Regions from separate parts of the Zea mays genome. Here region 1 is linked to region 2. Evidence: chromatin contacts called from public Hi-C data. All regions are on one chromosome and are shown on one strand. Each heading gives the region's core, a stretch centred on a gene start, on an enhancer-like site or on the middle of the called end of the contact. The rest is flanking DNA. Distances are from core to core; before and after follow the strand shown.

What was found. Hi-C and Micro-C count contacts between places; a contact is called where the count stands out from the background.
Region 1: a contact with region 2 is called in a Hi-C map of ear, with 2.2 times the contacts expected there. The contact joins the promoter of LOC103633013 here to the promoter of LOC542189 in region 2. A contact is called at or near these places in 2 of 25 Hi-C or Micro-C datasets (ear and leaf).

What each region holds. Positions count from the first base shown.
Region 1 is chr7:145,104,275-145,110,610 of Zm-B73-REFERENCE-NAM-5.0, forward strand. It overlaps LOC103633013 (Aleurone layer morphogenesis protein), which reads left to right and starts at 3,171. Exons shown (of 12, transcript XM_008654706.3): 1 at 3,171-3,584; 2 at 4,020-4,521; 3 at 5,421-5,571; 4 at 5,859-5,966; 5 at 6,082-6,336. The coding sequence starts at 3,423.
Region 2 is chr7:144,873,855-144,880,241 of Zm-B73-REFERENCE-NAM-5.0, forward strand. LOC542189 (salt-inducible putative protein serine/threonine/tyrosine kinase) reads left to right here and starts at 2,061. Exons shown (of 8, transcript NM_001111803.2): 1 at 2,061-2,267; 2 at 3,057-3,174; 3 at 3,628-3,863; 4 at 3,975-4,101; 5 at 4,269-4,542; 6 at 4,641-4,773; 7 at 5,888-5,974; 8 at 6,108-6,387. The coding sequence starts at 3,087. The coding sequence ends at 6,257.

The DNA of each region.
Region 1 (6,336 bases), core at 1,921-4,420, 230 kb after region 2:
AGTGGTCGTGAAGCGAATTCTTAGATATTTAGTCGCTACGCCTTGCTTCGGGATCTGGTATCCAAAGGGGTCTACCTTTGACTTGATTGGATATTCAGACTCCGACTATGCTGGATGTAAGGTTGATAGGAAGAGTACATCGGGGACATGCCAATTCTTAGGAAGGTCCCTGGTGTCATGGAGTTCTAAGAAACAAACTTCCGTTGCCCTATCCACCGCTGAGGCCGAGTACGTTGCCGCAGGACAATGTTGCACACAACTACTTTGGATGAGGCAAAACCTCCAGGACTTTGGCTATAATCTGAGCAAAGTCCCACTCCTATGTGACAATGAGAGTGCTATCCGCATGGCAGACAATCCTGTTCAACACAGCCGCACAAAGCACATAGACATCCGACATCACTTTTTGAGAGACCACCAGCAAAAGGGAGATATCGAAGTGTTTTATGTTAGCACCGAGAACCAGCTAGCCGATATCTTTACCAAGCCTTTAGATGAGAAGACCTTTTGCAGGCTGCGTAGTGAGCAATGTCTTAGATTCGCGTAACTTGGATTGATTTATAGCATACATGTGTTTTATGCATTTGATCATGTTCCTTTATGCATTTTGTTGTTTAAATTATGGTGATCAAGTTGTACAACGCAATCCCCGGATCTCAAGTCCATGTGTGAGTGATGCACACATTTAGGGGGAGATGTGCTACAACTTGATCCCTTGAGACTAACCACGCGCTTAAGTTTTCTTAAATTAGTCTCAAAGATATATTGAAAGGGAAAGGTGGACTTGGACCATGAAAGACTTCCACTACACTCCGATGAGAGAGTAACTTACTCCAAGTTCATCTCCATACTCTTATTGCCTTTTATTCTTATTTGAAGATTTTGGTGAGGCAATGGGGTTTAAGGGCCAAAAATGATCCCATTTTGGTGCTTAATGCCAAAGGGGGAGAAATTAAGGCCAAAGCAAGCAAATGGATCAGCTACCACTTGAGAATTTTGAAAATAGTAGAGTTAGAACTTTTGTGTTGTCAAAATACTCCAAGTGTCTTTTTTTATCAAAAGTTGGTCTCTTGCGGGGAGATTATTTGATTATGGGAAAAGGGGGATTTTTTGAATCTTTGATCAATTTCTCTTGGAATACCCTTCTCTATGCCTCAACACGTGAATTTGACTTAGAGATAGGAAATTGAGTTTAATTTGCAAAAACAAACCAAGTGGTGGCAAAGAATGATCCAAATATGCCAAATTTGAATAAAAAACAAATTCTTGTTCTCATTTGCATTGATGTTGCACTTCTATATGTTGCTTTTTGTTGTGTTGGCATAAATCACCAAAAAGGGGGGAGATTGAAAGGGAAATGTGCACTTGGGCTATTTCTAAGTATTTTGGTGATTAAGTGTCCAACACAAATGGTGATGTGTTAAACTATGCAAAATGGTGGACAAAGTGCAAATCAATACAAAGATATGATTATAGACTTAGTACATTGGTTTTTGTGTACTAACATATTTGTCTAAGTGCTAGAATCAGAGAAAAGACAAATAGAAAAGACTTGGCTCGAGCAGCCAAGACTCTGCTCAGTCTGGGTGCACCAGACTGTCCGGTGGTGTCCGGTGCGCCAGGCTGGCTCTGGTAAAAAGGCCGCTCTCGGGAATTGAACGACGGCGTACGGCTATAAATCACCGGACTGTCCGGTGGTGCACCGGACTGTCCGGTGAGCCAACGGTCGGCCGCGCAATCCGCGCATGACGCGTGGCCGGGCCAACGGTCTGAAGGGGGCACCGGACTGTCCGGTGTGCACCGGACAGTGTCCGGTGCGCCAACGGCTCCAAATCGCCAACGGTCGGCTGCGCCAGAACAGGAAAGAAATCTGCACCGGACAGTGTCCGGTGCACCAGTCGACAGAAGACAAGATTTGCCTTTCTGGATTGCTCCCAACGGCTCCTAGCTGCCTTGGGGCTATAAAAGGGGCCCCTAGGCGCATGAAGGAGAACACCAAGCATACTTTGAGCATTCTTGATCATTCACACTTCGTCTTTGCACCCTCGTTCGACATTCTTAGTGATTTGAGCTCTGTTCTAGTGAGAACTTTGTGATATTCATTTGAGCTCAAGTATTGGCCGTGTGTGTGTGCGTATTGCTGTGGACTTGTGTGTGTTGCTCATCTCGTCCTTACTTCCGTGTTCATTTGTGATCATCTTTTGTAAGGGCGAGAGACTCCAAGTTGTGGAGATTCCTCACAAACGGGATATAGTGAAAGGAAGAGAAACACTGTGGTATTCAAGTGGATCTTTGGATCACTTGAGAGGGGTTGATTGCAACCCTCGTCCGTTGGGACGTCACAACGAGGAGTAGACAAGTGTTGAACTTGACCGAACCACGGGATAAACCACTGTGCCTCTCTGTGTTGATATCTTTGTGGTTATTGTGTTTTGCAAGAACTCCTCTCTAGCCACTTGGCTTTATTGCTCTAACACTTAATCAAGTTTGTGGCTTTAAGTTTTAAGTTTTTACAGGATCACCTATTCACCTCCTCTAGGTGCTCTCAACTCTCTCCTTTCATTTTTTTTACCTAGAATAAATCCAAGTAATCTCCCTTTCGGATCAATTCCTGGTGTAAAACAAACTAATGATTAGGAATGGGTGACCACTCGGTCCTGGCCTAGCTTGTTTACTAGCCTGACTCGTATCTGGATTCGTCGAACGGGCTCTAAGGGAGACGAGGCCATGATCTGAAAATAGAGGGAAATAAATTAAATTAGAAGAAGTGTTACAAGTTTTTTTTTTTTTTTGCATCACTCAGTCCTAACCTCGCTTGTTTACTAGCCTGACTCAGATCTCAAATTGCCGAACGGGGTCTAAGGGAGGCGAAGCCATGATCTGAAAATAGAGGGGAATAAATTAAATTAGGAGAATTGTTAGCAGTATTTTTTTGCATCATTTATATGAAAATTAGCTAAAAAACTAACAGCACCTACGACATCGCCCCTGCTAAGGGAGCCGGTTGGACGACTTGGACCCACCCTCGAAGCCACTCTACCCGTCCAATGATGATACGTGGAAGCTGGAGCGGCAACTCTCACTCTCTCAGTCAAAAAGCCTGTTCCGTATAGAATACAGTCAGGACCCTCGCAAGTACTGACCAGCCAGTCCGGGTCTTTCGCCGCGGCCAACTCCTCGTGACGTCGCCCCGGACGGCCCCGATCCACCAGGTCCCATGTTGGACGGCGGATCTCGTCCCCCTGCGCTCTCCGCACACCCACCGTTTTCCTTTTCCGCCCCAGGCACCCTGCACGATCGCGCCTTGCCTTCCATTTTCCTGCCATCGTCGGAAGTCGGAACGGCGGCCGCCCAGAAAACCCCAACTCCCGCGGCGCAAAACCCTAGTAGAGGTTGCGCGGGACACTGCTGTGGTTCCGGTGATGGAGGGGGAAGGCGACGCCAGTGGTAGCGATGAGGTGGTGCAGCTGGAGGACGCGGTGGAGCTGCTGGTGGAGCACCTCGTGGTGCCGGTGCTGCCGCGCGGCCAGGTAGACCGGGAGGAGGCCCTGTCGCCTGAGGCTCAGGAGGCTGTGGCGCGTCAGGTGAGGAAGCTCGTGCTTGACACATTGCCCTTTTTTCGCGAGTTGTGATGATTGTGAGTGACGCGGTTGCGATGGGGTTTTCTGGAGGGTCGATCCGGGTTTTGGAACGGAGCATGTCGCTTGCGCCTCCTCCCCGTGCGATTCGTTCCTGGGGCGGATTTGGGTCGCCCGGCTTGCTACTAGCTTGCGAGCATTCGGAACTCGCGGCTTCTACAGGCTGATCCATCACATTATTCCGCTTAGTGTTGATCACGCACTTCTTCTTTTTTTCAACCGTCGAGCTACGGCTTTCCTCGCGGCGCCATCACGGAGCTCGCGGCTTATTTGTTTTGTGCTTGGGGGCTTTCGGAATTCGCTTTTGTTCTTCCAGTAACCTCGTCGTCGACGTCGACTTACCTCACTACGCCGTCATGGATATGGTTTGTTGTTGCGCAGGTCCACGCGACGGTTCTCCTGTACAACTACTACCACCGGAAGCAGTTCCCGCAGCTCGAGTTTGCCAACCCCGAACGGTTCTCCATGTCTGCCTCCCTCAGCGTCACCAACAAAAATCTGCTCATGTACCTGAACCAGGCGCAGAACCGCCTCGGCAACGGAGTGGGGGCCGGGCTCTCGGTCACTGACAAGGCAATCGTCGACGCCTGCGACATCGCTGAGGCGCTCGACCCCACGAAGGACTCCCCCGAGATGACCACGTGGCCGATCTCCAAGGTCGCTGTTCTGCTTCTCAATCGGACAAAGAAAGAGTGCGTGCTCGAGCATGGCTCCGAAACCAAGGGCGTCTGGTCGATGTTTGAGAAAGAGATCACGACGGCATTGGGTGGTTCGCTCAGCAGTGACATGCCAGTGCAGGGGTCGAGTAATAAATCCGTGGGACTTCCTTCGGAACCGTACGTGCTTCAGCAGATTGCATATTCAGAGGTGGAACTCAAAACAGGTTGGTGCTATACACTTGTACGTTATTCCTTTTTTTATAACTACTAGAGCAGTTAGATGTAGCCTTGTGGCTAGTGGCTACACGTCCATGACTTAATTTGTAGTAGGATTTTAGTTTTTTTTTTGACTGTCAAGAGGGGAGAACATCCCCACCACCTGAATTGAATTTTACTTCACCCACAAGCACAGGGGGCACAAATATAGTCACTTTGTGGAGTTAGGCTAGCTGGTGTGTTTTGGGTCCTCTCATTTAATTTGATTATGTACAAGTTGTTTGTTACTGAAACCTGACTTATTAATATGGTCCTGCGTCCACTGACATATAACATATTAGGGGCGCGATTGGTTGCATGTACGAGGCTCAACCAGCCTCGCCAGATGCGACATACACGTGATTGCTCCGTGCAAAAGCCATCCCTTGGCATGGCTCGCCCCGCGTGATTTGTTTTTTGGCGTTTTGATGGCCGCACGCACGGGCGAACGCGCGGGAGTGTTTCCTTGAAGACTGGCTGTATTTTTCGTGCATTTGTTTGTACATGCATCAAACCAAACAGCAACTTTGCTGGGCCAGGTTGCCCCGCATGAAAAAAAATGTTTACACGCAAGCAACCAAACATAACCCTCCTGCATTCATGGAGCATGGCTGGTGAGGCCTGGATGCCTAGAGGGAGCCAAGCTTGGCCGGGAAGCGAACCCAATCGCGTCCTAGAGTGATTATGTACATGAGCTGATGGCAATCAACGTTCTTCTCAAAATTACACATGTTTGTGTGCTCGATACACAAGTTGCTTCGTAAGCGAAATTGTGCGCTTGATTTTATTGATTCTGCAAATTTTATGCTTGTGCACCTATCTTTTGTATGTCTTAATAGGTATGTCTCACACACTTTTGTTTTAATAGGTATGAAGCATACAAATTTGCGCTTTATCGAAGAACATCGGGTGTACTCACTGAGTAAGAAGGGGACAGCTACCATGTTGTTCCTTCTGCACTATGATCAGACTGTCGATAGCAAGCTTAAGGAAATGCCTTTAGATGCCCTGATCGAAAGGTTTGCTTTTCCACTATGCCTACTCTGTACCATTGCACGTTGCAGACCTAGTCAAATAAGTACAGTATATACTGCATATCTTAGATTGATGTCAGCAATGGGTACTTTGCTAAAGCTCTTTCCACCCGTTTCAAGATACTTTGTTTCAGGAGTATATGATGTAATGCTTGCTGTTTGTCCCTCCTAATTCCTAAATGAATTGCTTTGTTTAGTGTTAATACACAATTTTTCAATTGTAGTAACTTATAAAAGTTGTCCCTATTGTATTTCTTCCTTTCCTCTGACAGGATGAGTGGTCCTATATTTCAAAGTGGTCCGTACCCAACAACGACATCTGTAGTTGAATACTATCATTTACTGCCATATAAGGAGGTCTTGTTAAACGTCCTGAACAGGTATACATAAAGATTTATCTCAGCTGATTATGCACGAAACCATCGATATCAAAAATGTGTCTGCTTACAACTTTTTTTAGGTTAATGACTAAAGATCACTCTTGACATGTTGCAGGGACTGGCCTTTGTGTTCTTCACTGAGCGTGCCAAAGGAGCAGGTATTTCAAAATGGGAAATCTTCATTTCCCTCTGAAATAGAAGAAAGTTTGAAGGAACAAGAAGCTAATAGTAATAGCAAGACTAAAATGAAAAAAATGCCAACAGACGTTTCTACTCCAAAGAAAAATAAGCAGGTAGTAAAAGCAGTTCGTGACAGTGGCACCAACGAAAGCAGCACCAGCAAAAACAAAAAAGGCAGCAACACGAACTG
Region 2 (6,387 bases), core at 811-3,310:
TGAGGATCAACCACAAGAGTAGGAGTCTCTCCTGCAACATGTACAAGATGATCAGTCCCACGTCAAATGGAATGAGCAAAGTGCTCATGGTCCAAAATGAAGATGTAATGCCAATAAGACTTACTGCAATTGGTTTGTGCCAAAGGGATACACGCAGCTAAATCTGTCTGCAGACCATCTCCTGGCTGACTTAATGGGATCAAATTGGGGCCAGATTGAGCATCAGGAACAGTTGGCACGTCATCGATAGCACGATCAAAATCTTCAGGGGGACGGTCTACTACAACCGGACGCACCACAACCTCCATGAGTTGCAAATGGGTCTTCATAGCCGAAGTAATATAATTATCCCAATCCAGTTGACAATCAATTGGGATGACTCGTCTTATGACATTTGGTGGATGACCGATATTAAGCACTCCGTCAACCGCAATGTCATCAGCTTGATGGAAACCTAACTTTTGTTTAGCCTTTGTAAACACATCTCTCAAGGAGGGTCTACCATCGAATAGTACCGGCACGTGTCGCATGTCAATGAACTTGGCATTTCCATACGGATCTTGTTCCACATTGCCTCCATGATACAAGCTCAAAAAATTGTCCATCTATTTGAAACACCAATTAAACATTCAATATAAACTGTGGATGGTTATTACCTAACCACAAACCACTAATTTGTACCTAAATAAGTACAAATATAACCACCACCCACTAATATACTAACCACATTATAAAATACTCATATATAATAATTGCAAATTTTGACAGCACCTCCCCTGCACGGGTAGGATAAAAAACATGCACATTTGACTCACATTCATAATATTCAATCAAATTAGCATTTATCACATTATAAAATACTCATATATAATAATTGCAAATTTTGACAGCACCTCCCCTGCACGGGGAGGATAAAAAACATGCACATTTGACTCACATTCATAATATTCAATCAAATTAGCATTTATCACAATAACTAACATTCATCACATTCAAAAAACCACAAATTATAGCAAAACAATTTAACATAATTAACACAAAATGCTTGCACAATAAACAAAAACCATATAAAATTTACCTAAACGGTCGGGGATGAACGTCGACGACGCGGGCGAGGAGCGAGCGCGACCGAGGAGCGCGCCCGGAACGGGTCGACGGCCGTGCGGCGGCGGTGGGAGGCGTCCGGCCGTGTCGGGGCGGCGGCGCGGTCAGGGCTGGCGGGGCTGCTGGGGGGCGGGCGTGGCGGGGCTGCCGGGGGGCGGGCGTGGCGTGTCCGGGCGGCGCCGGTCGGGGGAGGAGCGGCGCCGGGCGGGGCGGCGGGGGCGCTTGCGGGGCGGTGGCGTGCGGGTGTGGGCGTGGCGGCCGGTGACGGGGAGGAGCGGCGCCGGCCGGGTGTGGGCGTGGCGTCGCCGGCCGGGGAGGAGCGGCGCCGACCGGGTGCGGGCGGGGCGTCGCCGGCCGGGGAGGAGCGGCGCCGGGCGGGGACGGGCTTGGCGTCGCCGGCCGGTGGAGGAGCGGCGCCGGCCGGGGGCGGGCGGGGCGGCGGCGGCCGGTGACGGGCGGGGCGGCGCCGGCCGGTGGTGGAGCGCCGCCGGGGAGTAGCGCGGGCCGGGGAAGGAGCAGCGCCGGCGCGGGGTCTGTGCGGCGGCGGTGAGTTCAATTTTTTTTGCACAGAAGGTCGACAGAGGTTGAATACAGGGGGTCGGCGCCAAGATCTATGGCGCCGACCCCCCGGACACGTGTTGAGCCGCCGACACGGGGGTCGGCGCCGTAGATCTTGGCGCCGACCCCCTGACACGTCACTGCCAGCCAACCGCCACGTCTGACGTATAAGCGCCAATAGTATTGGCGCCGGCACATGGAAGCTCGGCGCCAATGATGACGGCGCCGAGATAAGGGTCCATTTTTTGAAATGAAACTGTCAGGGGCGTATTTGTGGGAAAAAAACCCGAAAAGGGCCAATTTGCAAAAAAGTTGGGACGGCTGTCACGTCGCGTGGGCTCGGTGGCTTCGCGCCGTTCCTCGTTAATCTGGAACAGGACGGAACACCTCTGCGGTCCTGCCTCTGCTTCTCCCCACGCCACCGAGGCAGTCCAGGCCAGGACAGGGTGCCACAAAACCAAAACCAAACCCCACCACCACTCCGCACGAGATCATTTCGCCAGCTCATCGCCACCGCCCTCCTCCGCTCCCGCGTCTCCTTCCCCTCGTCGTCGTCGGGTTGGTGGGTCCACCTCTCGCCGTGCCCCGCCGTCGACCCGCCTCAGGTAAACCCCTCTGCTCTCTCTCTCTCCGTCTCGCGCGGCGGGGTTGTTCCGCGGGGGCGCTGGTGTGCTCCGGCTGGCTGCGGTGTGCTGCCGATAGGTTTTGGCGCCTGGGCGCCGTGCTGGTCTCCGCTTGGGGTGGCGGCGGCCTGGCGGGTGGAAGCCGGGGCGGCGTGGGTGAAGTTGTTCTCTGATGCGATGTCTCGAGGGTCTGGATGACTCAATTACGGCCCGATGCAGTTTTTTCTTGAGTTTCAAGGTTCGCGGCTTGAGCCCGGGACGGGGACGAGCAGCCGTGCTTGGTGTAAACGTGTGGTGCGGTGACTCTATTCGTGGCGATTTGCGTTGCCATGGTACTTCTGTCGATGATAGAGATACGGAAAGTATGATATTAGCACTCTGGCTTATAAAATGCGGTCTGATATGGTTGTACATGGGTATCCACGTTAGTTATTTATCGTTATACATGATTGATGGTTCTGTTTATTGATTTCGACACGGAGTATAATTTTTTTTTTATCTCGTGATAGTTATGTGATCACCAAATATAAGGAATTCAACGGTATAGATTTTGCAGCTGGTCATAGTAGTTCACTGGAACCAGGATTGGTTGCCAGCTGCCAGCTGCCAGCCTAGAGCTCTTATGTTTTGGTCAGTGGAACTAACATTTTCCTTATGAGGCTTGGGAGCACTGTTTTCTCGTTTGCATGTCCACATGTAGATGAAGTGACACTTTTTAGTCAAAATTGGTGTATTATGGCTAACTTGTTCTCTTTCGCATCGATGGCATAGAATCAAAGATAAGTCAAAGGAAAGGTCGGTATGCGCCGGTGGTTTTGCTGCACGAGGTTTAATGCTTCATATCGTGAACATGAAAATGAACGTCCCATCACTCCAGAGGAGAAAGAAGGTACTGCACTACTGACTTCTTCCTTCTTGGGCCTTTTCTATCCTTCTCACGTTAAAGTGTCGATCTTCAACGATTGGTACAAGTCCTGAACTTCAATGGTTGATACAAGTCCTATGTTCTTAGAAGATTGAAAGGGTTTTAAAATTCCTTTTGAAACTGAATTTGCCTGACCTTTTAAAAGATAACGAGTACATGACCAAAATATGATTTTCTGTTTCAAGGGAAAACACTGGTAAGAAACTGGCACCGTCCTCTTTGTTGCAAAACAATGTATATAAGCAAATCAGATTGATCTTGCAAATTGAACTGTGTCATAGACTAGCTCATTACCGGTAGGTGTAATATATTGTTTTCATCGATTATGATTTTTTTTAAAAGGATGTGTTATTGCTCTGCTGCTGGTCTGTTTGCCTGCTGTGTTACTAAAGTTATTTATCATTATGTTTCTATCAGGAAATGGTTTTTCTGTTAAAAGTGATCCCATCAAGGCACCACCTTCCATTGAAGTCCCTGAATTATCATTTGAAGAATTGAAAGAAAAGACCGACAATTTTGGTTCAAAGGCTTTGATTGGTGAGGGGTCATATGGAAGAGTATATTATGCTATTCTGGACAGCGGAAAACATGTTGCTGTTAAAAAGCTTGACGCTTCAACAGACCCTGAACTTGATAATGAGTTTTTGACACAGGTATGGTTTTGTAGTTATGTTCATGTCTTACCAGTTGTGTTCTGTACTGTTTGTCCATCCATATTAAGCTTTTATTATTTACCATATATTCTGTCCTTCCTTTCCGTGTAGGTATCCATTGCCTCAAAACTAAAACATGATAATTTTGTGGAGATGCTTGGATATTGTGTGGAAGGAAATCAGCGTCTAGTGGTCTATGAATTTGCGACAATGGGTTCTCTGCATGATATCTTGCATGGTATGAATGCTACTGTATCACAGTAAATGCATATAAACCCTATAATATTACTTGTACTTTGAAGGTTTTTAAGTTGATGCCTGTTTCTTTCGTACCACATCATGCTCCACAAATTCACTGCAATAATGACCTGATCTGTTTTGCTTTCACCCTTTTTCGTATGAAAGGAAGAAAGGGTGTTCCAGGTGCACAGCCTGGCCCAGCACTTGATTGGATGCAGCGGGTTAAGATTGCTATTGATGCTGCTAAAGGGCTAGAGTATCTTCATGAAAAGGTGCAGCCTTCAATAGTCCACCGGGACATACGGTCTAGCAATATTCTTCTGTTTGAGGACTACAGAGCGAAAATTGCAGATTTCAATCTTTCGAATCAGTCTCCAGATATGGCTGCTCGTTTGCATTCTACTCGTGTCCTTGGAACCTTCGGCTACCATGCTCCCGAGTAATTATTCAACTCAAATCCTTGATCATGATTTCAGCTTCATGATTGATTATACCAACAATCAACTTAAACTAAATTTTTCTTTGTTTAAAATGCAGGTATGCCATGACTGGCCAGCTAACTCAGAAGAGTGATGTATATAGCTTTGGGGTTGTTCTTTTAGAGCTTCTAACAGGAAGGAAACCAGTAGATCATACAATGCCTAGAGGTCAGCAGAGTCTGGTTACATGGGTAAGCATTTTGTTCCTGAGTCCCAACAAGCCTATTATTCAACTTAAGAATTTCAGCTGGTTGCCCGTGCTTTGCTATGATTTTTATATATCATATAAATATGTATTGAGATATTTATTCAAATATAATTATTGTTTACTTCTAAACACTAAGTTACATGTGGTCTGGTGGTTAGCCCTAAATTTCTAGAGCAGGGGGCGTGGGTTCGAGTGCTCGCTTTGCACTATTTTTTATATAATTATTGTTTATTTCTACACACTAAGGTACGTGTGGTCTAGTGGTAGCTGCGTGGGGTCGGGTGTTGGGCAGGCGCAGTAGCTGGCTATGCGGACGCTGGGGTCCACAGAGCAGTAGCTGAGAGAGCGCTGCGCGAGCCGAGGAGAACATGTGTAAAAAAATGAACAAGAGGTTGGCTCATTGACTAGATCTTTCAAAAGATATTTCAAAATCTCAGATATACTTGCATTTGTCTCTCAAAAACCAGTGTTGTTCATCCTAACTAGTACAATGCCCGTGCGTTGTGACGATATAAAATATTAGCGTACAACGATTACATGAAAACGAGCAATACATATATTATCCTCTATGGTGGTGTGGAAGAATCTAGGTGAGGAAGGCAGAGACGGGGAAAGGGATGGGAAGTTGGGGAAGGAGGAAGCACAAACACATCTACGTGTTTCTTACATGACGCACGACGGACGAAACTCGTGCTCTAAAGGAGTAGAGAAGAGAAGAGAAGAGATAGGAAACAACCACAGTTTGGTGTTTATTTTGACATGTATCGTGGCCAGCTATTTTGCAGTCTTGCAATAGCTAGTAGCTGCCCTTCTCATTTCATGCTGCTTTTATGGAGATATAACCACCAGATCGTTTGTTCAATAAAAAAACACCAAATCGAATTTAGGCAGTCCTTTAGTTATATTTTTTCTTTTGCTGTTACCAAGTCATTAACTAACTGGATTCATAGGAACAGTTTAGTCCAATTAATGTGATGTCTTTGCATGTTCATATAATCTCTAAACTTTTGAGCACGAAATTTGCATGCTAATGAATTGGGAGCTAAGCACTACTTTCCAGATTAATGACTAAATTATTGTATATTTTATTTATTCAGGCAACACCTAGATTGACTGAGGACACAGTTAAACAATGTGTTGATCCAAGATTGAAGGGAGAATATCCTCCAAAGGGAGTTGCCAAGGTCTGGCTTCAATCCTTCCATACCTTGTGTGCGTGCGCTTCCATGGGTTGGTTACTGCAATCTGCTATACGATCAGGAAGGCAGTAAGCAACTTTGTTGTTTACACTAAATGGTCCTCTTCTGTCTGTTGCAGCTTGCGGCTGTGGCGGCACTGTGTGTGCAATATGAATCTGAATTTAGACCCAGCATGAGCATCGTAGTTAAGGCACTCTCACCCCTTCTTCAACATAAACCGCAACCACCGGCAGCCACTACTGACGCTACAGCACCGTCAGATGCCTGACTTTCTCAAGGAGCTATGAATCATGAATGTTAAGAGAACCATTTTCTCTTCGGTGCGTGCGCTGTTCTAGATCACTATCGTGTGCCTATGAAGTGATCAGTGTCACACAAGCAACAGCATTGTGGGCTAA